Linked DNA regions of Mus musculus: regions 1, 2, 3, 5, 6 and 7 are each linked to region 4. The links are chromatin contacts, called in public ChIA-PET, Hi-C, HiChIP or PLAC-seq, Micro-C and promoter capture Hi-C maps. All regions are on one chromosome and are shown on one strand. Each heading gives the region's core, a stretch centred on a gene start, on an enhancer-like site or on the middle of the called end of the contact. The rest is flanking DNA. Distances are from core to core; before and after follow the strand shown.

Region 1 (3,424 bases), core at 549-3,048, 710 kb after region 4:
GTGGATAGTACCTAAGGCTAATCAGGTTATTTCTAAGTCTGACTTTCTACCATTAGACATGGTTTGGAAAGGGCTCAGTGCTGTGAGGAGAAAAGGGAGCCTGGAAGCAGTGGATGACTCTGAGCTCCAATAACAAACTATGTTCTCAAGATTTCTTAGTTTCTCTAAGCCTCAGTTTCTGAAAACTAAAACTACAACCATCTTATGAACTGCAATATCACTTCTCAGTAGGTACCTGAAAATGTGAGGCTGGAGAGATGGCTCAGTAGTTGCTCTTCCAGAGGACCTGGGTTTGATTCCCAACACCCGGGAGGGAGCTCACACCCATCTGGAATTACAGTTCCAGGACATTTGACACCCTCTACTGGCCTGGGAAGGCACCGAGGGCATCTCTGGCACAGAGATATCCATGCAAGCAGAACAACCCCCACACACATAAAAAAAATTACATTTTGTATCAAATTTTCTATAGAATAGTAATGTTAGTAGCACCAGTTTTGTAGCGTTCCTAGGACTAACTGAATTAACAACTTACTAAGTGCTTGGCACAGACATATCTGGGAGGTGCTATGAAAGGGGTTTTTAAACACACAGCCTTGTCTCAGTGGTGCCATGCTGTGTAGGTAGCTTTTAGTGCCTTGTGTATCAGAGCACCTCTGAGAGTTTTAGCTGTTACAACGGCCCCACTCCTGGGGTGGGATGAATGTGTAGATGCCAAAGTACAGCTCTGAGCTCAGTGAGTCTACTCTTGAGCCAAATACAAATGATGGCCAGCAACATGGATTCAGATTACCCTGGAAGACATGCTCCACTGTGGAAGTAGTTACATTAGCTTTTATTATTATTATTATTATTATTTACAGAAAAAAGGAAGTCATAAAATCAAGGCAATTACCAAATGGCAAGGCCTGCAGGTTGGTGGATTACAGCAAAGTGGGCCAAATTTACAAGTTTCAGGTACTGATGAGATTTGTAGCTTTTGAATCAGTGGAAGCTAGAGGTCAGCTGACAATACATTTCTTCCTTCTTTTTACTATTACTACTACTATTATTATTAGTGGTCGTTTTGCCAGCATGTACGTCTGCACCGCTCTGTCGTACCGCGGGGACTGAACTCCAGACTGTTGTGAGATACTGCCGGGAATCAACTTGGTGTTCTGGAAGAGCAGCCAGTGCTCTTAACCACTTTTTTAGCCACTGCTAAAAAAGACATATTAAAGAGTTTCCTAAGGTCATGAGGGTATTAAGTTTGATGGGTAGGCAATAAATAAATTATTAAGGCGTGTAGAATCTTTAACACCTTGCACTATTCTTTATTTTTTTCCCTGGGAACTCCAGTTTATTAGATGTGTGTGTGGATGCGATGCGGTGGGACATTAGGACACTATGGAGTAAGTACACTGCGGGTCCCAGGCCACCCGGCACAACTCTGTCTGAGGTGTCACACACCTCTAACGCGATCAAGCTCTGCTTACTTCAAGTGTTTAGGCTGAAGTGCGCGGAGGCCAGGACAGCGGACACGCGTGGAAAGTGGCACAGACCGTGCGTGGGTTCTGTACCTGTCGGAGCGACGGGGGCCGAGCTCGGCCGGCTCCGGGCTGCTCGCGTCGCTGACAGGAGCTTGGCCCGCGCCCCCTCAGGGCAGCGAGCGCCGCGGGTCGAGCGCCTTCCGCGGGCGTCGCTACACACTTCCTGTAGGTCCCGCCGCCTGAGGAGCGCTTCCGGTGCCGGCTGAAGCTGGGGTCCGAGCCCCCGCCCCGCCCCTCTCCGGCCCCGCCCCGCGCGGCCCCGCCCCCGCGCTCCAAGCCGGGCGCGCGGAGCCCGGGGCGCACGGAGCGGCGCGCGCCGGTGGCCGAGCCAGGCTGGCGCCTGCGCCCCCCCCTCTCATCGCACCACCGCCGTCACCCGCCGCGCAGCCCGTGGGGCGCCCTTCCCGGTTCACCGACTCCGGCCCCGGGGCCTCCGGCTGTGGTGCTGCCGCCCTCCGTCCCGCCGTCCCTCCCCGTCCAGCTCGGGCCGCCGGGCTCCCGCAGGCCCCACCGCCCGCGTTCCTATGGACAGACGCACAGACACCTGCAGGTGGGTGAGAGCCCGCGCGGGGCTGGGGAGCACGCGGGCGCGGGGCCTCTTTGTGTGTGGGCGGCCGCGCCGTGACCCTCAGAACCTTCCTTTTGTCTGCTCCGGGCCAGCGAGGCGGGAGGGCGCTAGGGGCGGAGGGGTCTGCGGGCGCAGAGCGGGGCGCGCACCGGTTCGCGGCCGGCGGCGTCTTGGCGGGGACTGTCGGTGCGCCGGCGTCCCCCGAGCTGGGCAGGAGGGCGGGACGGAGGAGGAACGGTCTGCCTAGCTAGTTGCAGAGTCTGAGACACCTCGGGGCTCTGCCGGACTAGCTTGGTTGTCCGGAGGTACCGGGAGGTGCGTGTGGGGCGTGTAAAGGAACGTGCGGCGCTTTGCTCCCTTATTTATTGTTTCTAACGGAGGAGGGCTTTCTCCCAAAAGCTCCCCCCAATCTGAGGCTGCGCACAGTGATTTGGGTTTGTTATCAAATAGATCAAGAAACCTAGTGTCCTGGAGAGAGGAGGTTGAGCTGACCAGCAACAAACACATCAGATGAAACAAACAAACAAACAAACAGACAAACAAAAAATGTTTGTGGTTTTCTTACGGCTGACTTTAATTTAAAATGTTAAAGGTCAGGCAGTGACTTAAATGGAGAAAATCGAACATGGCTGATTTTTTTTTTTTTTAATATTTTTAAAGAAATTGTTTTGAAGTTGTGGAGTAAAGTTTTTTCTTGTGGTCCTTAGGATTATCACCGATAGAGTAGTCTACCTACTAAACAGTTAATTGGAGTGTCATGTAGTGACAGCTTTTATGGTAGGGCTTGCATTAGAGAGTAAAACAATGATAGTCTTTCCATGCAGGCTAAAACCTTTGTTTTCCGTTTTAAGATAGGAGATTTTTTTTTTTTTCATAGCATATGAAGAGAACGTGATGTTAGAAGTGATTTTTCCCAGCGGTATTTCCTTATTTTACATGATACATTTATTCCTTACATGCGTACAAACCAAGGGTAGGGTTGTTGTACGTTAGATATAGTGTTTTGAAAGGTGGAAGGTAGTAGCTCTGTTTTTTCTTATTTGATTAGCTGGCTTACTTCGTGAACAGTTGCTATGTGTTCATAAATGATCAAATAATAAATGAAGTACATTAAGCATTCATAAAATTCATTTCACAGACTCACGTTTCTATGTAGGTATTGGGTTATGCACTATGTTAATCTGTTTGTTCCTCACTTTTAGAAACTTTATTTTTGTCTACTGTGAGAATTCATATTGACATACATAAGTCTGACTGTTACCGGGAAATGGTTTTTGTTTTTAATAGTTTTGAGGAGCACTAAACAGCCATTTGGAGAAAATGGAAG
Region 2 (3,519 bases), core at 552-3,051, 710 kb before region 4:
TCAGTGGTTAAGAGCACTGACTTTCTCAGGTATGGCTTGCCTGAAGTCCACTGCCAGCCCACCCCCACCCCGACTTCCGCATGACAGCTCACAACTGCCTGTAACTGCAGTTCCAAGGGGAGCCAATACTGTCATGCCACAGGATACCATGAATTAATGTACATTTGATCATATTCAACAGCTGAAGAATGCAGGCTGCAAAACCGTAGGTTAGCAAGTTTGTTGAAATAACATATGAGTAACATACTGGACAACATTCAACTGTATATCCGCTGGAATTTTAAGGATAAAGAGATTATTCGGATTCCCCATTCTCTTTTGTTTCATTTATTCTACAAACATTGACTTGATGGGTTGCCTTAAATATTTCTCAGTATTCCAAATTATGACCTACTTTGTATTACTTTGTAGTTAGGAAAAAGACTCATTTTTATAAAAGTAATATAAATTACATTACTTCTGTCATATGCTAAGCATTTGTTTAGGAAGACCTGGAACATAAAGTCATGGTGGCCAATGGCTGTCATCCCCGCGCTTGGGAGGTGGAGGCAGGAGGATCATAACTCAGGGACACGCTCTGCTGTGTTGTAAGTCGGAGACCAGTCTTGGAAACACGAGAGAGCCTATCACAAACTAGTAAACAATTAAAGTCTGGAAGCAAAGTTACGAAGTCTATGTCATGAAAAAGAATTAGGACTGTCCTCAGCTCATTACATGTCCCATCTTCACAAATATTTGTTAACCATACCTGTTTCAGCTTGTATAAACAGTTTCCTCACAAACTTAAGTGAGCTTAAAGGTCCCTTCCTACTAGGGTCCCTCAAGGAACCCTTTAAGAAATGTGACACCTCCTTAAGCATTTAAAAACCCATTTCAGTCTGGACCTTCACTAGGGCAGCAGGAGAATGGTCATATTTGTGCTTCTTGGGACGCTGGCTCCCCTTGGACACCTTAAGCCTTGCAGGAGCTGAACCAGGCTAGAGAAGGGGTTGGCAGCGGTGGGCAGGAGGGGCCCCAGGCCGCTGGCCTGGGTGTGTGGGGGTCTTACCGCGGCTTGCTGGAAGGCGCCCTTGGTATAGGTGCCACCACCGCGGTAGGTGATGGCCGGGATCTCGCGGCTGAGTAGCGCGCACTTGTGTTGGTGCGCGCGGCTGGTGGAGATGTAATCCACGCGCGCCACCACGTTGTTCTTGGATGAGAAGGTGACGATGGCCACACGCGTGGCCGTGGACACCACGGGGAAGTCGGACAGCAGCTTGCGCACGAACTTGAGCTCGTTGAGGAAGTTGGTTTGGCCCACGCTGGACGACTCGTCCACCAGGAAGACGAGCTCCAGGCTGCCGCTGAGCTCCCGCAGTCGCCGCACGCGGCTCCGGAACGCGCGGCCCAGGCGCTCCACTTTGCTCCCTGCTGCCTCCTCCTCACTGGACGCGGGAGGTACCGCCAGTCTGCCCAGAGCCCCCGGAGAGGCCTCGGGGAACAGGCGGAAGCTGAAGTTGAGCGAAGGGGCCACGGGCTGGAAGTTGGTCCAGCCTGACACCAGTGCCAGAGCCCAGCAACAAAAGGCCAGGCGCGACCACATCCCGCTGGGGACCGAGCGGTGGCCCCGGGGAGTGCAAGGCGACAGTCCCCGAGCGCGCAGAGAGGCGCCAAGGTTCCCGGACTAAGCGGAGGGGACCCGGGGTAGCAACCGCGAACCTCAGCGTCCTTGCATGTGACACTGGGGACACGATCCAGACTCCTCTGGCAGCTCGGGGACTCGGGAGGGACTGGAGGGATGTGCTCCTCTGACTCTCGGCTATTTGGTTTCTCTCCTCCTCCTTCTCTCTCCCGAAGCCTATAAAATGTTTGAAGGAAGGGGGCAGTGAAGTCAGAGTCGCTTCCCTCCTTCTCTGTCTGTCCTCTCCTTCCTTTTCCCACTCCTCTCCCTATCTCTCCTCTATCTCTCTCCTCCCCCCTCTCTCTTGCCTGGGATCCAGCTAAAGACTCTTGGAGATTCCATGACACCAGAACCCCTCGCCTGTCATGCTGTCAACATTCCCTCACAAGCTCACTGATTGATCCCATATGTCTGGCAAGGAGCTGCGGAGGAATGCGCTGGAGATGGATGTGGATACCGAGAGTGCCACAGTAATTGGAAACACTGGAGAAGAAAACACACACGCGGGGCTGGCAGAGTTGAAAGCATGCTTTGAAAACTGCTTGCTCACCTTTTGGGGTTCATTCCACTCTTGGGGGGTGGGGTGGGGTGGGGATGCGTGTCTAAGCCTCCCAAAGTGGATATTTGCATAACTTTCCTGAAGGGTCTGTCTGGTGAGTGGTGCAGAATCCTGAGAACCTGTTCAGATCTCAGGCTGTTGAAGTGGGTGGGGCCCACCCGTGCGCATCACATACGCAGAGTTATCGTTCACCTTTCCCGCGGTTAATCATTCCTGTATTGTTCATTCTTTCCTCCACGTAGCAGCTTGCGATGCTCTATAGGTAACACGAGCAGGGGAAAACTGACATGGACCTGTCCTCTAGGAACCTGTAGCAGGTAAAAGTGATGTCACCATCAACTTGATATTCATACGTGAAACGAATATGTATGATTACACATGTTTATGTGTATCACATATGTATATATATATATGTATATATGTGTGTATGTATATATACATATATATATGTATACACACACACAAAATTACAACTGACCTTGCTTAAACAGAAGTTTGTCTTGCTTTCAAAGGCAAACTTGACTTTAGCCAAGGCCAGGCAAGCCTTCTATGAGGACAGAAGTTTATGCTAAATTTTGAACTATAAGTAGACACCCTGTGATATTAACACCCTCCTCTTTTTATTTGATGCAACAGATTAGATCGTCCTGGCATATATACCCTTTGGAATACCAGCTGCTACTTGGAGTGATTTTTCCAATTAAGACCTCAAAGCTGTGCACGCTGAAGCACATACTTATTACATGAAAGGCAGAGCCCTTGCCTAAAAGATTCCAGCTAGGAATCAGGAACTCTGCGTAGTTATGTAAACCCCCATCACCTCTGGGCTTTGGTCCAGTGTCTACTTTTATTTTGCCTTGGAATCAAATGACCCCAGAGTTCCGCTGCTCTCCAGCAGTGAGTGGTTTAACTCCAACTCTATTTAATCAACTACCTTCAACATGAGAGGTGTCAGAGCGTGCAGGCCCAAGTGGCAGGGCTCTTGGATCAATTTCCCTGAAATGAAACCCTGGCTGTGCTATTTATTGGCTGTGTCAGTTTGCTCATTTGGAAAATGGAGGAATAATAACATATCAAGGATTAAATCATTAAATAGTAAAACTCTTAGGGATGTGTTCAGAACACAGCATGTGCTCAATAAACGCTGGCCAGTCACATCACTTCCTTTATTCATAATGCTTTCCAAGTCCCATTTCCAGCACTGATCATCAAGAATGTACTTAGTTGAATGCAAAATACTAAAAACTGAAAAGTGAGATGGGACCCCATTCCCGTCCTCCCAGTCAGGTTACTCCAGAAG
Region 3 (3,385 bases), core at 858-3,357, 870 kb after region 4:
CCCGAGAACCCACATATATGTAGCATAATTTCAGCCTTGGAAGGCAGAGAGGGGAACGGTAGAGAAAGCTGGCTAGCGAGAGTAGCCAATGGGCAAGCCCTGGATTTGACTGAGAGACCCTGCCTCAATGAATTAGGTGCAAAGTGCTGGAAGATGATCCTCGATGTTAACCTCTAGTCTCCACATGCACGCCCACCCCTACACACACATGCACCCATACACATGCAAACATGCAGATACACAGATGCACGCTATACAAAAGTAAATAGAAGGAAAAAAGTTTACGATGTGAATCACTAATCTTGACAGGTTAAAGTAAAGAATTAGTAATGTTAAAAAATATGTTGCTAATACAGTGCTAAACTGATTTTAAATTGGGAGATTCCACTTTGCTATTCATAATTCTGGATGCAGTAACTGCTCTATACTAAATTTTCTCTACCTCAAATATATTTACTGTATGGGAGAACGTTCCTAGTAATAACAGAAGTCCCAGCATGCATTACCTTGTCCTGAAGGATTTGCTGCCATCTTCCTATTCTGGGTCAATTATATTCAGTGGCCACTGATCAGGACTTTACAATCATCTGTAAAAAAATTTTTGTGCACACATAAAATGCACTGGCCTTAAATTACAGACTCAAAAAAGAACAGCTAGGCTGAGTTTGGTTTCTTAGTCTCTTAAGAAAGATACACGTAAAAAACACAGACTTAAATCAGAAATTTAGCTCTGCAAATTCCTCATGCACTTCATTAAATGAACATTTTTTTTTTCTAGGACTTAAGTTGTTAATACCAACATTTAGCATAACTTTTAATTTACATCATCAAGATGTATTTACCAAATATATCAACCTTTTGTAAAGTATCCACATAATCAGTGCTAGGAAGAAAAATAAAATTCTATAAAAAGCACTCTCCGTTCATTTAAAAAACAAATTCCAGCATTTGCTGTGCTGGTGAAAGAAAGAAGGAAAGAAAGAACCAACCAACCTAACAAGTATCTACTCTGCGCCATATATTGTGTAAGATGTGTCCCCAAAAATGTTTTTTAATGAGCATTTTTATGTACGTGGAGGCCAACAGTCACAAAACTAGTAAGGAAACCTGGACTCCTGGTTCCTTTGTGTGTGTGGTGCATGTGTGAGCAGGGCAGGAAAAGGCATCAGATGCCTTGTGCTATCACTCTCTACCTTCTTCCCTTGAAAACAGGGTCTCTCACTGAGCCCGGAGCTAGGCTGCCACCCTCACCGATCCTCCGTCTCTGCCTTCCCTCAGCTCTGGGGTGCAGGTGTCTGTCTTCGGCCATGGATGCCGGGAGATTCCAACACAGACCCTAATGCTTGGGCAAGTGCTCTTACCGGCTGAGCCACCTCTCCAACCCCAAGCCTGCTCATCTCTAAGTTTAGAAATAAAAGTTTTGCATTTGGCCACGCCGGAATCACAAGACAAACTCCTCGACCCTTGAGTTTCATTCAAGTAATCACACGGGATTGGGGATGGAGGGGGCGGGGGAAGGAAAACTAATTTAACAAATGTGCTCTTTAAAAACGTGACCGCGCATAGCGGTAATTCCAGCCCTCTGGAAGATGAGGCAGAAGAACCCCGAGTACCCGGCCAACCAGGGCTACACAGCCCGACCCTGACTCAAAACAAAACAAGGCGCGAACGGGATTGCGGAAGTAGAGAACTATTGTTGAGCGAAGACACGAGCTCTAAGCAGATGCCGGGTGGAAAGGACTCGCGTCTCCCACGGCTGGGGCTGGAGCACGGCATGGGCGAAGCCGAGCTCGTACCGAAGGCTATCAAGGCCACCCTGAGAAAGGGTCAGGGTGACCCAGGAGTCCCCGCCCGCGCGCGGGGTGGGCGAAACCCAACGGGAAGTGAGAAACCCTCGCACACTATGCCGCGCGAGGCCGCTGCCCCGTGGCCAGCGTTCGGGCCACCCTTCTCTTGGCGTCACCAGTCCTTTTTACTTACCCGGAATGCGAGGAGCCTGGAGAAAGCTCGCTGTCCGGTCGCAGCCGTGCAGGGGGGCGCGCCCACGCAGAACCCGGCGAGAGTGCAGCAATGCACCGCGCTACAACCTTCCCGCCGGCACCAACTTCCGCCTCCTGACTGACGGGCCCCCTGGAAGCGGAAGTCCCGCCTATCGACTGGACGCAACGGACGCTACCCCAAGTGATTCGTAGTTTAAGCGTTTCTTCGGCCGGAAAGGGTTTCCCTTCCGAAGAATGACAGTCGAAGAGGCTCACGGGAGATGCAGGCCGTACAATTGGGGGCGGAGCCAAACGCTGATTGGCAGGAATAGAGCAGGGTCCCTAGCACCTAAATTGATTCTTTTTTTTTCCCCTTCAGGTTTGCAGGAGATTAGCTGTCTGTCTGTCTGTCTGTCTGTCTGTCTGTCTGTCTGTCTGTCAGGATTTATTTAACCCTGATGTTAATCCACTTCAGTAGAGCTTCAGAGGGAGGTTGAGCACACTTTCAGGTTTTAACAACCATCCCAGGAATATTTTTGTTGTTTACCGTCTGAGTCAATAATTATACACAAGGTGAGCACTAAATAGGTACAAGTTTTCACTAGTGTGCATAATCTGAATTTTAAAAATGAAAGTGTCGGCTGAGAGCAGTGAGGCATGCTTTTGATCCCAGCACTCTTGGAGGCAGAGACGGATCTCGGATCTCTCGAAGTTTGAGGCCATCCAGGTCTGCATAGCAAACTCCAGGACAGTCAGGATTACACAGAGAAACCCCCGACTCAAAAGCAAACAAACAAAAGAGTGAACGCCACACCAAGATGCTACTGGAAGTTACCCTATGCTGCATAGCCTCACGCTAAATCCAGACGTTTACCTTAAGACGTAAAAGCGTTTGCCAGGCGGTGGTGGCGTGGGGGGGGGGGGGGGGGGGCAGAGCCAGGCATAGCTCTATGAATTCAAGGCCAACCTTCAAAGCGAGTTCCAGGACAGCCAGGGCTACCCAGAGAAACCCTATTTGCAAACAAACAAACAAATAAACAGAAATGCAAAAGACATAAATATGTTTTAAGGTGTATTTGTTCTGTGATTATCAACCACTCTCCACAACTTGCACCTGTGCTCTTAATTAATATTTGGGATGTTGGAGATGTAGCTAAATTGGTAGAGTCCTTGTCTAGGACACAGGAGGCCCTGAATTTGATACCTCACACCACATAAAATTGGGCATGGTAGTGTATACTTCTTAATCCAGCCTTGGGAATTTAGTGGGAAGAGGATCTTTTGTCCAAGGTATGTAGCTTGAACAAGGAACATAGCAAGTTTAAGGTCAGTATTGACTACTTAAACCTTATTTCTAAAATAATAATTGATGTTTGCTAATGTTTACAATGCACAGTCCAGGACTG
Region 4 (3,183 bases), core at 681-3,180:
GCACCAAAGAAACATAAATTAAGTTTAACTACTTTCACATGGCGATTGAGACGCTTTAATAACATAAGCTTCACAAACATACGCTTACAACACCTCACCCATGCTGGCATTTAAAATACACATCATCCTCAAATAACACCTTTCTTTGTTAGTCTTTACTGAAGGGCAACATAGGGGAGTAGGTTTCTCGTAAATACCCTAAAGCATTTGAACCAACCACCCAAAACGCAATCGATTATCCTACATATCTCACGAAAACTGAATATTTATGACCCCAGAATAGGCTGACAACATCCTAGAACTACACTTCCCACAAAGCATAGAGTGGAACACGGGCAGCAGGCTGGGCGGCCTGGCATTAAGGGCGACCACTGCTCCCAGCGAGCTTGGATCGTCATCCCCTGGAAAATCGCAACGCTTGGCATGGAGTGGGACTCTCTCCTTTCTGACAGCTCCGTCACCCTCGTTTTGTTTTTTGTTTTGTTTTGTTTTTCTGCCATTAACAGCGGCCCTATTGGCCTTTACAGCTTCAACCTGAAAGTCATCTCCCATCTGTGACCTTTCTGCCGATTCCTTGGAGGTGCGGGAAAGGCAACCCTCTCCCCTTCCCCAAAGCTCCACGTCCAGAATTCGCCCGTCAGTCAGAATCAAGGGACATGCGGGGGGTCTGACGGAACGGACGGGTGGACACAGTCCGACCTGGGGGCGACAGGCCGCGCGCCAGCTCCGGTAGCAAGCCAGGGGCCCGGGATCCCCCCAAAGCCCGGGCCGAAGCAGATTTCGAGCAGGGGTAGCTAAGCCCGGGGCTCTGGTTTCAATTTCACGACGTGACATTGCAAACCTGCGGCCTACGAGCGCCCGCGGCGGCGGCCCGCGCCTGTTCGCCCGCCCTCCCGCCAGGCCTGAGCCCCGGAGCCCCGTGCCGAGACCACCGCACACCCACTTGCCCGGCCCCGCGCCCCCCCAGCCTCCCGTGTCTGGCCGGGCCCAGCCCCGGTCCTGCGTGGAGTTAAATCCCGCTCCCAGCTGCAGGCTCCGCGCCGCACTTACTCAGCTCGTCCTGGGAGGCGGAGGCGGCGGCCGCAGCCATGTTGCGCCCGGGAGCGAGCGAGGGAGGGGCGGGCGGGCGGCCGGCGAGGGGGGCTCGCGGCCGTCGCCGTGCCGTGCCGTGCGGTGCCGCGCCGCGCCGCGCCGTGCCGCAGGGGCCCGGAGCCGCCTCGGGTCTCTCACGCGGGCCGCGCTGCGCCCTCGAGGCCCGCCCGCTGCCTGCGTCCTCTGCGCTGCGAGCGTCGCTCTCGCCGCGCCTCGCGAGCTCGCGACTCGGGAGCTCCCTCTCAGCCTCGCGCCTCGGAGGAGCCGCTGCCGCCCGTGCGGCCGAGTGACCGCGCGGCGGCTCTTCGGCTCGGCGCCCGGCTTGCTAGCCTCACGCCGGCTCTTATATTTAGAAAGAGCTGAGCCATCCTCCCCCCTCCCCCTCCGCCTCCGCCGGCCCCTCGCGCGCCCGCTCGCCCGCCCTCGCTGCCTCGCTCGCGCCGCGTCCTGCCCACCTGCCGCCGCCAAGCTTCCCCGGCGCGGAGCGGGAGACGCAGACGCGGCGGGCCAACCCCTGGACCTGAGCCTCATTCCCTCAGCCGCACGCAAGCACGCGGCCTCTGACCTGAGTCGGAGCCGGTCTCCATAGCCCGGGATGCTGCGGCGACCCAGCGAGGTGGAGGACGGGCCGGGCCCGAGGAGACGCGCGGCCGCTCCGGAGGAGCCTGCGTGCGGCCGAGCGGAGCCGGGCTGTCCTGGCTGCCGCGGAGAGCTTCCCCGCCCCGGGCTGTGGCGTTAAAGGTCTGCGGCTGTCACGTCCGCCTGGTCGGAGCTGGAGGAACACGCGCCCGGACGGAGGAAGAGACGCGGACTCGGAAAAGTAGAGCGGGGCTCGAATCGGAGGAGGAGGAGGAGGAAGAGGAGGAAGCCCCGCCCTGCGCCTCGCGCCCAACTTCTCGGCCGCCGCGCTGACTCAGGCCGGGCCTCCGAGCAGCCCCGAAGTTAAAGCCCAGAGGGACCTGCACCGAGGGCTCACCCTGGGGGATGCTCCCCTAACGTTAGCCTCCCGAGCGAGCTGCGAGCCAGGGAAGGGCCGGAAACCACGATATTTGAGCTACCAAGACGTGCTTTAGAGTCCTTCTTCTTAACCCGAGTTTAGTGGCAATCCCAACTTTTAACTTTAAGCCTCTCGTTGGTCCATGAGGTCGTGTACAGCTGCAAAATGGAATTCAAATCAAGGGCTTATATGGTTACTATAAGAACAACCAAAAAAAAAAAAAAAAGAAAGAAATTAGGTGCCAGATCAAAGACATTTTTAGAGGAAAAGAAAATAATCGAGACCCTAAATGAACTGAAGTTGCATATATTCCCGCAAAATGGAATCCCTAGGGCCCTAGATAATGCCTTGAAATTTGAATACATGCGGCTCCCAATGTAACTTAGGCAAGTACGAGATAGCAACAAACACTGACCATGTTACTTCCTGTATTAATTTTACATTTACAAAGAAAGTTACATTATCTTTGTCATTATCATAAAAATAAGAGTCCTTCCTCCTAGTTCAGCTACCTCACCCATCTCACACCCAAGAGAAAAATTATTAAATGTAGAATTTGTTGATGCTTCAAGACCTAGTTCTGCACACATGTATAGCCCCAGGTTCAGTTTGGTTCATAGTGATAAAACTTGGATATGGTCTCTCTCTCTCTTTCTCTCTTTCTCTCTCTCTCTCTCTCTCTCTCTCTCACACACACACACACACACACACACACACACTCCTTCCCTGCTGCTTGTTTTGCCTAATGCTGGACTTTGGGACAATAATTAGATCCTGAGAGTCTGGCCTAATCAGAGGTTAATACTGATTGCACAGCTCCATTGCCCATGGAAAAGCAGGAGGTGGGGCTAACTGAAGGAAGTATATCACTGGAGGTGTGTTCTTAGGGACTGTGTTGCAATGGCCTCTTCCTGTCATTGCTGTCTGCTTCGTGTTTGCCGTGAGAGGGGCTGCTTTATTTCATCACACACACCCTGCCACGTGTCCAGCCCCACCTCAAGTCCACAGCAATGGAACCAAGTGACCATGTACCACACCTCTGAAACTGTGAGCCAAATACAGTTTTGTTTTTTTACTCATTTTAAATGGTCATA
Region 5 (3,565 bases), core at 1,046-3,545, 640 kb before region 4:
TACTAGGTCTGTATAAATATATCATAATTTAGCCAAGAAATGACATGTTAACAGGAAACGTAGGTTGCTTCTAATATCTTATATTCATAAATAGCACTTCCTGAACTCCTTCTGGTAATTCCCTAGTTGTGAGGAACATATTTCATATTTATAGGATATGCTCTGAAAACTTAAGGAATTATTTCAAAATGATTACAGAAAAGGACCTGGAAACTTGTACGTTTGAGAGTGATTGAAATTTTCAATCTTTTCATCAACTTAGAGGGTTTTCTTCATGTTCCCCACCTTTTCCAAAAGTCTCTCAGGCCTATAACCCCATGTATTACGACTTTATGGGGTATAGATTAAAAATAACACCATAACTTGGGCACCAAGCATCACAATGTGTACCTAAGGTGACTAATTCATAATAGTAAAAATAAAGATGGAAATCTGCAGATCTGTGTATTACAGAGTCCTGAATACGGGGTTGGTTGGTTGGTTGGCCTAACAGTATTGACTCTCTAAGTAGGCCAGGCATGGCGGGGCTCACCTTTAATCCCAGCACTCAAGAGGCAGAGGCAGTTAGATCTCTGTGAGTTCCAGGGCAGCCTGGTCTCCATGAGAAGTTCAGGTCAGCCAGGGCTGTGTAGTAAGGCCCTGTTGCAAACAAATATTTCTACTATCTCCGCCTATAAATGAGGCCCTGTTCATGCCATTGATAACAATAATTATCATTAGAACACTTAGTTTTCTAATTTTAGTTTTTAAAGGTGAATCAGGTCAATTGATGTCCCATTTAGCTTGTGTCCTCTGGATCCGAGTGTCCCTCTGGGATAAAGGAGGTTGGTAGAGCAGTCACAGAGCTAAGCATGTCCCCTTACACCACCTCCTTCCTGGCAAAACAAACTTGTCAACCATCCCCAGCCCACTTTCTACCGTCCTCGTACCACATTCATGGGCTCATGCGAATACTGGAATCCCAGTAAACAACTGGACCCTGACCTCACCTAAGACCTTGGTCCTCACTTCAGGCTCCCTAAGAAGGTTCTGACGCCTGCTGCACTACATACGCAGAGAGACAGAGAGTGGTACCCACAGGTCATGCTGCATATTTCAGAGACATTTACTTACGCCACCTGAGAAATGGAATTTAGGCACGTGCACAGCTGTGCTCTAAATCCCCATGGGGCACAGCTGGCTTAGGTCTACAGGCCTCCTGACAGCTCTCTTGGCTGTTCCCATGCAGCTAGCTAATAGCGACCAGGACAGGTGCAGGACTCCAGCCTTTCAAAGTTTCACTTCTTTTATCAGCAGCGCTGATTTTGTAAAGTATGAAGGTTACCAACCCATTCCTACCCAAATTTCCTGGTAACCCAGTAGGGTGTCCTAGGGACCCAGGTGTTCCTAATAAAACTTTGACACATCTGGATAGGACCGAGCCCTCAGGCTGTACTAGACCCTGCCAATCAAGCACACAGGCACCCTACAGGACCTGCCAGGAAGACTGGGGGCTATGAGTGCTTTGGGTTTAACTTCCTTGTCAAGATGAAACTAAAGAACATTGGAAATAAGGCATTCCTCTAGTCACTAGTAGTTGGTCAGTGCCAGGCTCCTTGTCACAGAAGTAGCTCTTCATTGTGCTTCATATCCCAAAGTGCAACAACCCGAAGAAACCTCATTTCCATAGTGAGGGTCAGTATTTGCTGCTTTCTGAGCTCTGAGAAAGAGATTTCCTGTCACTCTATAGTTTTCCTACCCTCTGTTCTTCCTGTTAAAACAGTCTTTCTCCATTTTCTTTTTTAAAAAGTTACTTTAAATAAGCTTTTTGTGCACTGTAGTGAGTAGCCAGTTATAAGCCCTGTAACAAATATTTATCCTTAAATTCTGTTAGAAACCAGGGCTATCTCATTCCTGATGTTTATGTCTGAGCTTTATTTGCACACAAATCCTGGTTATTCTCTCACCCTGCTATCATGAGAGAAACACTGTAATCCTATTGAAGTGTTTGGGACTGGAGTGTCTGTTTATGTGTCTCTGGTACATACATGAGATATCACATATCCTGCTTATTATTTTGCCCAAGTTCTGTTTTGCAAGTTACCATAGACATCAGTTTTTAATCCAGTAAGAACAGTGTGATATGCAAAAGTGTGTTATCATACAATGCCAAGTTCAACTGTCAAGTTTCAAACAAATGTTTACATCAATCTTCTGCGGCAAACCTTCATTACTTGATGTGTGGGGGAGTTAAACGTCCATCTGGGTATGAGTTAGAAGTCTACTTACTGCCTGTGAGTCAGGCATGGACTAGGCTGTGGATTGTGCCATCAGCTGGCCTGCTGCATGACACAGAATTGTCTCCACCAGCCACAAATTACATCTGTCTATGCCTCTATTTGTTAGACAATCTGGCACCAGGGACAGCTGAGAAGAAAGATTTTAAAACAGCTCATTTGATTGATGTGTTTAAAGCTATCTCTAAATCCAAATAAAAAGCTAGGTGCTATCAAGAACACATAAATCAAACATGACCCTCTTTGAGCCCTGACAGGGTCTGGCTAAGGCCACGTGACACCCACGTGTGCAAGCTACAATTGACTTACATTCAATGTTAGACCAACCAACCAACCCACCCACCCCATATTAAGGACTCAGAGGCCTTGGCTTGTACTGCACCATAAAATAGGTCACATTTTAAAGTTGGCTCAGCTGTGAGATGTAGTGCAAGGCCCAGCATGTAAGCCATGATGAGACCAAACTCAATGGTGGAGCTTAAGATTTCTGTGAAGTCTCAGTTAAAAATGCAAAACATGGTTGATGCCCAGGAGGCTGTTGGGAGATCACCTGGGACCAATGAGTGGGCACAATACATGGTGTTATAAAATAATGATACTTGGTAGCTAAATGCCAATCACTTGAACTTCACATTGGGAGAACCCAGTGCTGGGCCGTGAGGAGTTATGGTAACAACTTTTTATGCCTATGAAAACTCTGTTTGTGGGACAGTACAAAGTACAGCATCAGGTAGAGCTCAAATCAAAACAACCCCCCCAAAACGCCCCTTTTGTTGCCTGTCATTCTCACTGTCAACAACCAACACCAGCTCTATCTAATGTATGCTATGAGGAATTTTCTAGAAGAGTGTGAAGCTCTAGAAATCAACCACAAGCCTAAATACGTAAACTAGAAATCTGAGTGAAAAACAAGGTCATGGCTGGGAGGCACTTTTTCAAGTTCAGCCCAGGAGCTGCTGGACCCTGTGACTTCCTGTCACCATGGCTGATCCTTCAGACTCTGCTGCTGCTGCCATGCGCCATGATGAATGAACCCTAAAGCAACATTTTGCTTTGTTTTTGCATGAAGAATCTCATTGGCTCATCCTGGTCATGTGATCATGCGATATGCTTTAGTTACATGGAAAGTAGAATCTGGAAGCTGCAGCATCATTAATGATAGACAGGGTCTTGATGCCATAGCAGGTCCTGAAAGTGGAAGGGTGAAGGGCCTGGAGACTTAGGAGCAAAACTACATGTCTGTGCACACACACACACACACACACACACACACACAACACACTATAGCA
Region 6 (3,245 bases), core at 625-3,124, 890 kb after region 4:
TCAGATGCCTCTGACAGACCAGGAAAGTAAATAAAGAAACTTTCCCTTTAGGAACCTGGTCCTTCCTTCCTTCCTTCCTTCCTTCCTTCCTTCCTTCCTTCCTTCCTTCCTTCCTTCCTTCCGTCATTCCTTCTCTCTCTCTGTCGCTTGCTTTCTTTCTTTCTTTCTTTCTTTCTTTCTTTCTTTCTTTCTTTCTTTCTTTCTTTCTTTCTCCTCTCTCCTCCTCTTCCTCCCCATCCTCTGTGGGGAGACATGAAACAGTTTCATTCTGACTCAAACTAAGGACATGGAGTTTGGAATGCATCATATAATTAAGGATATTCTGTGGTTGTCGTTTCATAAGAATAGGAGAGAAAAACCTGAGGGCAAAGGAAGGGAGTTAACATTTGAGGAGCTCCTAACACTGAGCAAAGGCCTCAAGCCTGGGAGTCCCACAGTGTCTCATGGATGGCCCTCTGCGTCCCTCTCCCTACCTGGCAGGCTGGGAGACAGTTTTATTTTATTGTGTGCACATGTGAGGGGTTAGAGGGACAACGTTTGAGGAGTTGGTTCTTTCACTTCACCTCATTGTCAAATCTAGGTTCTGTATAAAAGCAGTGTTGTTTTAAAAATTTTATTTATATGAGTACACTGTACACTGTCGCTGTCTTCAGACACATCAGAAGAGGGCATCAGATCCCATCACAGATGGTTGTGAGCCACCATGTGGTTGCTGGGAATTGAACTCAGAACCTCTATAAGAGTAGTCAATACTCTTAACCACTGAGCCATCTCTTCAGCCCTACTTCTGTGAAATCTTAAGAGCACCATTATGTTGAGGTGGCCTAATTGTTTAAATAAATAACAATATTCAAGAAGAAGATCTGCCAGATATCTATAGATCAGTCGTTTCTAGTTATATTTGTATTGTTTACTTTAATGAAGATAATAGGGTATGCAATAGTTTTAGGCAGCTCCTAGATATAAATGAAGTGACAATTTTGCCCAACTCAGGAGATCAGACCCTAGCACTCCCATGAGGCAGATACAGCATTTAAAATTGCTGTTTAGTGCCCTTTCAATATTATTTTCCCAACCAAGGCAGACTGCTCTGGAGGAGATAAAAGACAATGGATACTGTACTAAGGGCTCAACTCTTTGGACTACGTCAGAAGGGGGCCACTGAAGTTAAATGAGACTCTGGTAGTTATTTTGGGTTGGTTTCAATTCTGCATTCTACATGTTTTGTTTTTAGAGAAAGTGTGACAGATAGAGAGAGACCTTTGTGAATCCCAATGTTAAAACCTGTCACCATTTTTTAACAGGAAAACTGGACAAACCTAAGAAGTTCAAGGACTGGAAAAAATGTCTTTCTTCACAGTGAGCCCCACACAGTATTTACGTGTTTGCTAGATGGGCAGATGACCCTCTAACTTGACCTTCGAGACTGAAGCGCCAGTGACAGGTAAGTGGAAAAGGGGACAATGATATACTTTAAAGAGCTGGAAGTAAAGCCCAGTCTATCTCCACCATGGCAGCGAATAAAAGCTCTGGAGAATTCAGTTCGGCCCGAGGCCAGTATAGGAACCATCAATGCGTGAAAAACAACTAGGACCTCACGGTTCTTGCAGACCTGGTTGGCTAAGTGTGCACGTCAGGACCGTAAATCATTTGTAGCACACGCTATTTACGGATGCTCATGCTTCTGAGGTTTCGCCTTACATAAACCCCGCTTAGCTGCAGAAGCCAGTCGGTATGGGGACTTCAGTGTGGAGTTGAAGACATACCACACTGCCTCTTTAAATGTCCTTCTAGTTTTTCTACTGGATGTTCTCTAGTTCCTCTGAGCCACGTAACCCTTTACGATACTAAGACACGCTCCACATTTTTATTTCTTTCTGCGTGTGCAGTGTGGCTGGAAGATCCTAACTCACACTGATGCTTTCTGAGCCCCCAGCGAAGCTGCCAGTGGGCGCACTTCCTGCCGGGAGGTGGGCGGGGCGGGCCGCCTCCTCCTTCAAGCTCCGCCCCACCCTGCGTCCCGCCCTCCCTCCCGGCGGGCAGAGGCTCCGCGGGGGCGGGGCTGAGAGCCGTGGGCGGCGTGGCGCTGCTAGCAGGGCGCAGGGTCGGAGGTGCTGGGGTTTGGCGCGGCTTAGCCCACGGAGCTGTGGTGTAACGCTCGGGAAAGCTCAGCCTCGCGGGCAGGAGAAGCATCGGGCGGAGGCTGCCACCACCAGCTAGTGCAGGGCCTCGGGCCGAGTGGGGCGGAGAGCTGCGGGAGTAAGCGGCGGCCCGGGTCCCGAGCGCTGCGCGCCATGGCGGGCGGGCCCCCCAAGGCCCTGCCGTCCACGGGGCCCCAGTCCTTGCGCGACATGCCGCACCCGCTAGCCGGCTCCAGCAGCGAGGAGGCCGTGGGAGGCGACAGCACGCCCAGCCCGGACCTACTGATGGCCCGCAGCTTCGGTGACAAGGTGGGGCGCTTGGGGCTGGGGACTCCTGGGGCGGAGCGGGAGGAGGATGGATCCAGGACCACCCCTGACACTGGGCCGCGCTCATCCTGGCGCCCCTTTCCCGGAGGTTAGGCGTGCTTTGGCCCCAACAGCCCTTGGCCAAAGCCTGTCCTCTCACTGCCCCCGCGGGGTCGCAGCTGCAGGCTAAGCGGCCAGAGGGCATGTGTTTTCCCTGGCTGAGAGTGGCCCCGAGCGCGGGTGACAGCTGGTGGGGAGGGGTTCGGGTTGCAGCAAGCATGTGGGGACCCGGGGCGTGTGCTGCGGTACTTCGCCTCTGTGTCCCGAGAATGAGGTCCCTCACCCCTCTAGGTGCATTCCTTGAAGAGGAGCTGCAGAATAGGAATAACTTGTTGGCGCCTCCAGTTTCCCCGGACTGCAAAAAAAAAAAGCAAGAGTTAATGGCTAATGGTTTTCCGGGGTGGGTCTGAGCAGCCTTGCTCATCTTCTCCCCAGTCGGTCATGTGGGGAGTGATCTTTGTTTAGGTTTGCTGTTTGCCCCAGGAGTCACCTGACTCCGACCTCAGCGGCGGCTAGAGGAGAGTCTCTGGTTTTCTGTCTAGGGCTTCATTCACCTCTTATAGCGAACCACATTGATTAGGTTTGGCAGTGGCTGGTTTTGTGGTTGACGGAAAGCAAGCTCGCCCTTTGACCTTCTTTGTGCAGAGGGAGGCTCTTGGTCGTTTTGCTATACTCTCCTGCTGCTTTGAGAGACAGCAAAGTCCCGTGGGGAGGAGGAAGAGACTGCATCTCCCCCCT
Region 7 (3,168 bases), core at 147-2,646, 670 kb after region 4:
CCCAGATTGTAAAAATCCCAAGGAGAGGACCAGGAATCATACCCCACTGTAATCGCATGAGGGTCTTTATTTAAGCTCGAGCTTGGGCCACCAACCTTCCTGACAGAACAGGAAAGAGTGAACCCCCAGGCCTAAGTAAAGGGGGTTTATAAAGAAAAAAACCCGCAAGCGGGTTTTTGTGTTGGCAATATAGGAGAGGGTAAAGGAATGCTGTCCTTTAAACCTGATAACATTTGTTCAGACAGCAGGGCAGAACCGTGTAGCTGAAAAGGTACCTTTCTGACCTGGGAAGAGTAACTTGTGCTATCAGAACCGCTTCTGATATGTTTACAACCGGCCACAGCTGTCTGGGAACGTTTGTCTCTTTTTCATAGTCTAAGAGTGGGCTATTATCATTTCAAGGGTATTGGCTTCGGTTTCCTTCAACAGCAAGGAGCCATCTGCACTGTGAGAAATGTTGGTTGTTAATCAAAAGGGGTCGAGTTTAAGTGACGTGGAGGCTAGGGTATGCTGCTTTTCTTTTGTTCTCAAGGCTGGCATTTGCCTTTCCCCACCCCCCGCGGGGGTGGGGGTATCGTCAGGGAGAGGGAGGGAGTAATAACTGCTCTAGCTGCGCAGGGTCAGGAGAGTGTAGGATTTGATGTGCAGGTTTCTCTTGTCTGAGCACTGGCTGCTCTTCCAAAAGATCCAGCAAGTTTGACAATTAGGAGAGTATATACCTACCTGTCTTAAGTTGTTTTCTGAACTAAGCTTTAGATAACAACCTCGTTAGCATCTTTTTCTCCCGCTACAAAATACAAAACAATTTCATTTCCTGGGTAGCTCAGTTAGGTATAACTCCAAGAACGAAACTGAATCCCAGACTCGACCTCATTCCGGCATTCATTCCAGGACTGAGGATTCCTTCTCCAACCTTGATTTCTGTGGCCCGGATCATACGATGAACGCTTGCGGGAGACCTTTGCAAAGATCTCTTCCAGAAACTCCTGTCTCCAGACACTGGAGGTCAGGCTAAATTTAGATTCAGTGGCAGCGAAAATGAGAGTGACCGGCTTCTGCAAAAAGCATTTTTCAGATGTCTACAAGTGTTCTTCGGAGAGAGCGCCTTGGCTCGGGGACAGACAGGGGAAAACGACGCCCAGCACCCTCAAGTCAGTCCCCGGAGCGCCCCTCAATCCGCCATCTGGCTGGCTGGGAGCCGTCGATGCGCCGAACCTAGGCTGAGGAGGAAAAGCCTACGTAGTAATGATGCTCTAGACACGCCAGTGGCCCACAGGAGAAACTGATTGTCACCTACAGACTCGGGAAAGGGGCGGGGCGGAGGTGTACTCCAAAGCGCCTGCGCAGAGCGTTGGTTTCCTGGGTGTCGTTTGTAGAACTGCGGGAAGAACCGCCCAGTGCCCGGTGTGCGCAGGCGCACACCGTCTTGTAAGCTCTCGGTCTTGTAGGATCTCGGTCTTGTAGGAGGGCCGGTCCCCGAGCGGGTCTCGGGGCGGGGCCCGGGGCGCGGCTAAATGCGGAGAGAAAGTTCGCCTGTCACTCACAGCTCGCTGCTGTTCCACTGCCACCAAGTTCTCTGAACTGCGAAGGTCATGCTGCCCAACACTGGGTAAGAGGACGGGGGTGGGATGGGGTCAGGGGCCAGTCGGCAGGTCGCCGGCGCAACCCAGAGCCGCGCGCTCTGGAACACCGGTTCGCGGAAAGATAGAGTCGCTGGGACCTGCGCATGCACGAGAACCCAAAGTTCTGTACTACTGAGACTCAAAAGTTGTACACTGCAAGGGGCAGTGGTGTCAGATACTCCACGGGGAAAGGTCGCGAGCGTAGGTGTCCCCGACGACCCGTTGTAGCCCCATCTCGCCTTTAGCTTGGCCTGGTGACAATGTTGCTTTCATCTTCTAGGCGAAAGGTCGCTTGAGACAGTGACTTCAGATTTTCTGTTTGTATGCTTGATTGTAGAATAATAGAAGAATGGTGTTTTGAAAATGGTTTTCAAGTTAGTAGCGAGTTAAAATGTTACAATACGAACATTTCTGGTAAGGGGTTTATTTATTTATTTTACTTAAAAATGAAGTATATTTATCCCAGCCTAGCCAGGTGCGGTGGCGCCTGCTTTTAATGCCAGCACTCAGAAGCAGGGTCAGAAGATCTATTGATTCGAGGCTGTTCTGGTCTACATAGTGAGTGTGCTAGGCTCACTCTGTCAGCAAACGCTACAGAGTTAGAACCTTGTCTACACCCCCTCCCCCAAGCCCACTTATATAGAGACACAATTGTGCAGCCAGTCACCAGGACTTTACAAAATCAAAACAAATACCCATTAAACAATGTTCTTCCCGATTCTTCTTGCCCTTGGTTCCTGCTGAACTCAGGTAGGTCCACTATGTTCTATAAAGTTTATCTTAAGCAGAGTGACAAGTTAAGCCCATTCTGTAATTAGTTTGACACATATAGACAGCTAAAAGACTTAAATAGTTCAAAAGGGTATAAGTCTCTTTAAAACTCCAGTTTCTTTCTGTTTGTATTTTTTGTACTTATCAACATATTTTGTATACCTTACAGGGATACCTTCTTTTTAGAAAATAGTAGCAAACTCCATTTTGGGCTTGCTGTTTTTACCTGACATGTCTTGGCACATACTTAGGTTTCCAGTACACACAGCTTGTCTTTGTCCTCTTGTTTTGTTTGTTGTTGTTGTTTTGAGACAAGGTTTGTCTGTGCCCTAGCTATCCTGGAACTCTCTCTGTAGACCAGGCTGGTCTTGAACTCAGGGAGTTCCTCCTGCCTCTGCCTCCCCAGAGTTGAGATTAAAGGCATGAGCCTGTCCTTGTCCTCTTTAATGGTTGCAAACTATTATTGAAGACCATTATGTACTTAACCTGTTTCCAATTGTTGGATATTAAGTCATTTCCAGCTGTTTGTTATCTTTTTCTTGGTGGTGTTTTATTCTATCTTTGCTTCCATTATTATTCTTTTGTTTTATTTTGGTTTGAATTGAATGTAAACGGGGCTGGTGAAATGGCTCAGCGGTTAAGAGCACTGACTGCTCTTCCGAAGGTCCTGAGTTCAAATCCCAGCAACCACATGGTGGCTCACAACCATCCATAGTGAGGTCTGACACTCTCTTCTGGTGCATCTGAAGACAGCTACAGTGTACTAATGAATAGT

The links. Promoter capture Hi-C pulls out the DNA fragments that hold promoters and counts their contacts. Hi-C and Micro-C count contacts between places; a contact is called where the count stands out from the background. ChIA-PET counts read pairs in DNA pulled down with a chosen protein or histone mark. HiChIP or PLAC-seq counts read pairs in DNA pulled down with a chosen protein or histone mark.
Region 1: a contact with region 4 is called in a Micro-C map of embryonic stem cells, with 8 times the contacts expected there. The contact joins the promoter of E130308A19Rik here to the promoter of Ecpas in region 4. A contact is called at or near these places in 7 of 39 promoter capture datasets (the C10 cell line, the HPC-7 cell line, fetal liver and 2 more), 2 of 484 Hi-C or Micro-C datasets (both in embryonic stem cells), 2 of 115 datasets of contacts at active chromatin or transcription factors (cardiomyocytes and memory CD8 T cells) and 2 of 9 other capture datasets (adipose tissue and liver).
Region 2: a contact with region 4 is called in an H3K4me3 HiChIP or PLAC-seq map of embryonic stem cells, with 5 times the contacts expected there. The contact joins the promoter of Svep1 here to the promoter of Ecpas in region 4. A contact is called at or near these places in 6 of 39 promoter capture datasets (the 3T3-L1 cell line, 3T3-L1-derived adipocytes, embryonic stem cells and 2 more), 2 of 115 datasets of contacts at active chromatin or transcription factors (the NIH/3T3 cell line and embryonic stem cells) and 1 of 9 other capture datasets (embryonic stem cells).
Region 3: a Hi-C map of B cells shows a contact between it and region 4, with 10 read pairs. The contact joins the promoter of Inip here to the promoter of Ecpas in region 4. A contact is called at or near these places in 3 of 484 Hi-C or Micro-C datasets (B cells, CD4 T cells and Th1 cells) and 1 of 9 other capture datasets (liver).
Region 5: a contact with region 4 is called in a Hi-C map of muscle stem cells, with 5 times the contacts expected there. The contact joins the enhancer-like site here to the promoter of Ecpas in region 4. A contact is called at or near these places in 2 of 39 promoter capture datasets (the 3T3-L1 cell line and cranial neural crest), 7 of 484 Hi-C or Micro-C datasets (the HL-1 cell line, cortical neurons, embryonic fibroblasts and 2 more), 5 of 115 datasets of contacts at active chromatin or transcription factors (astrocytes, bone marrow-derived macrophages, embryonic forebrain and 2 more) and 1 of 9 other capture datasets (embryonic stem cells).
Region 6: a contact with region 4 is called in an RNA polymerase II ChIA-PET map of memory CD8 T cells, with 25 read pairs. The contact joins the promoter of Snx30 here to the promoter of Ecpas in region 4. A contact is called at or near these places in 2 of 39 promoter capture datasets (liver and pre-B cells), 2 of 484 Hi-C or Micro-C datasets (B cells and CD4 T cells), 2 of 115 datasets of contacts at active chromatin or transcription factors (memory CD8 T cells and pancreatic cancer cells) and 1 of 9 other capture datasets (adipose tissue).
Region 7: a contact with region 4 is called in a promoter capture Hi-C map of pre-B cells. The contact joins the promoter of Hsdl2 here to the promoter of Ecpas in region 4. A contact is called at or near these places in 8 of 39 promoter capture datasets (the C10 cell line, hematopoietic stem and progenitor cells, hippocampal neurons and 3 more), 2 of 484 Hi-C or Micro-C datasets (B cells and embryonic stem cells), 6 of 115 datasets of contacts at active chromatin or transcription factors (astrocytes, bone marrow-derived macrophages, effector CD8 T cells and 3 more) and 2 of 9 other capture datasets (adipose tissue and liver).

The regions. Positions count from the first base shown.
Region 1 is chr4:59,624,413-59,627,836 of GRCm38.p6, forward strand. It overlaps E130308A19Rik (RIKEN cDNA E130308A19 gene), which reads left to right and starts at 1,799. Exons shown (of 4, transcript NM_001015681.2): 1 at 1,799-2,079.
Region 2 is chr4:58,204,795-58,208,313 of GRCm38.p6, forward strand. It overlaps Svep1 (sushi, von Willebrand factor type A, EGF and pentraxin domain containing 1), which reads right to left and starts at 1,802. Exons shown (of 48, transcript NM_022814.2): 1 at 1,049-1,802. The coding sequence starts at 1,582.
Region 3 is chr4:59,781,748-59,785,132 of GRCm38.p6, forward strand. It overlaps Inip (INTS3 and NABP interacting protein), which reads right to left and starts at 2,108. Exons shown (of 5, transcript NM_001013577.1): 1 at 1,981-2,108; 2 at 507-587. The coding sequence starts at 531.
Region 4 is chr4:58,910,819-58,914,001 of GRCm38.p6, forward strand. It overlaps Ecpas (Ecm29 proteasome adaptor and scaffold), which reads right to left and starts at 1,931. Exons shown (of 49, transcript NM_172381.3): 1 at 1,658-1,931. The coding sequence starts at 1,679.
Region 5 is chr4:58,266,791-58,270,355 of GRCm38.p6, forward strand. It overlaps the pseudogene Gm30907. Among named protein-coding and RNA genes, the nearest start is that of Musk, 17 kb to the right of the region's middle. Within about 2 kb of position 2,296, at least 18 of the 459 cell types and tissues checked have an H3K27ac peak or open chromatin away from gene starts, as enhancers often do. A contact at or near this core is called in the HL-1 cell line and muscle stem cells, where this site is marked.
Region 6 is chr4:59,803,776-59,807,020 of GRCm38.p6, forward strand. Snx30 (sorting nexin family member 30) reads left to right here and starts at 1,875. Exons shown (of 9, transcript NM_172468.2): 1 at 1,875-2,450. The coding sequence starts at 2,295.
Region 7 is chr4:59,580,167-59,583,334 of GRCm38.p6, forward strand. Hsdl2 (hydroxysteroid dehydrogenase like 2) reads left to right here and starts at 1,397. Exons shown (of 11, transcript NM_024255.3): 1 at 1,397-1,609. The coding sequence starts at 1,593.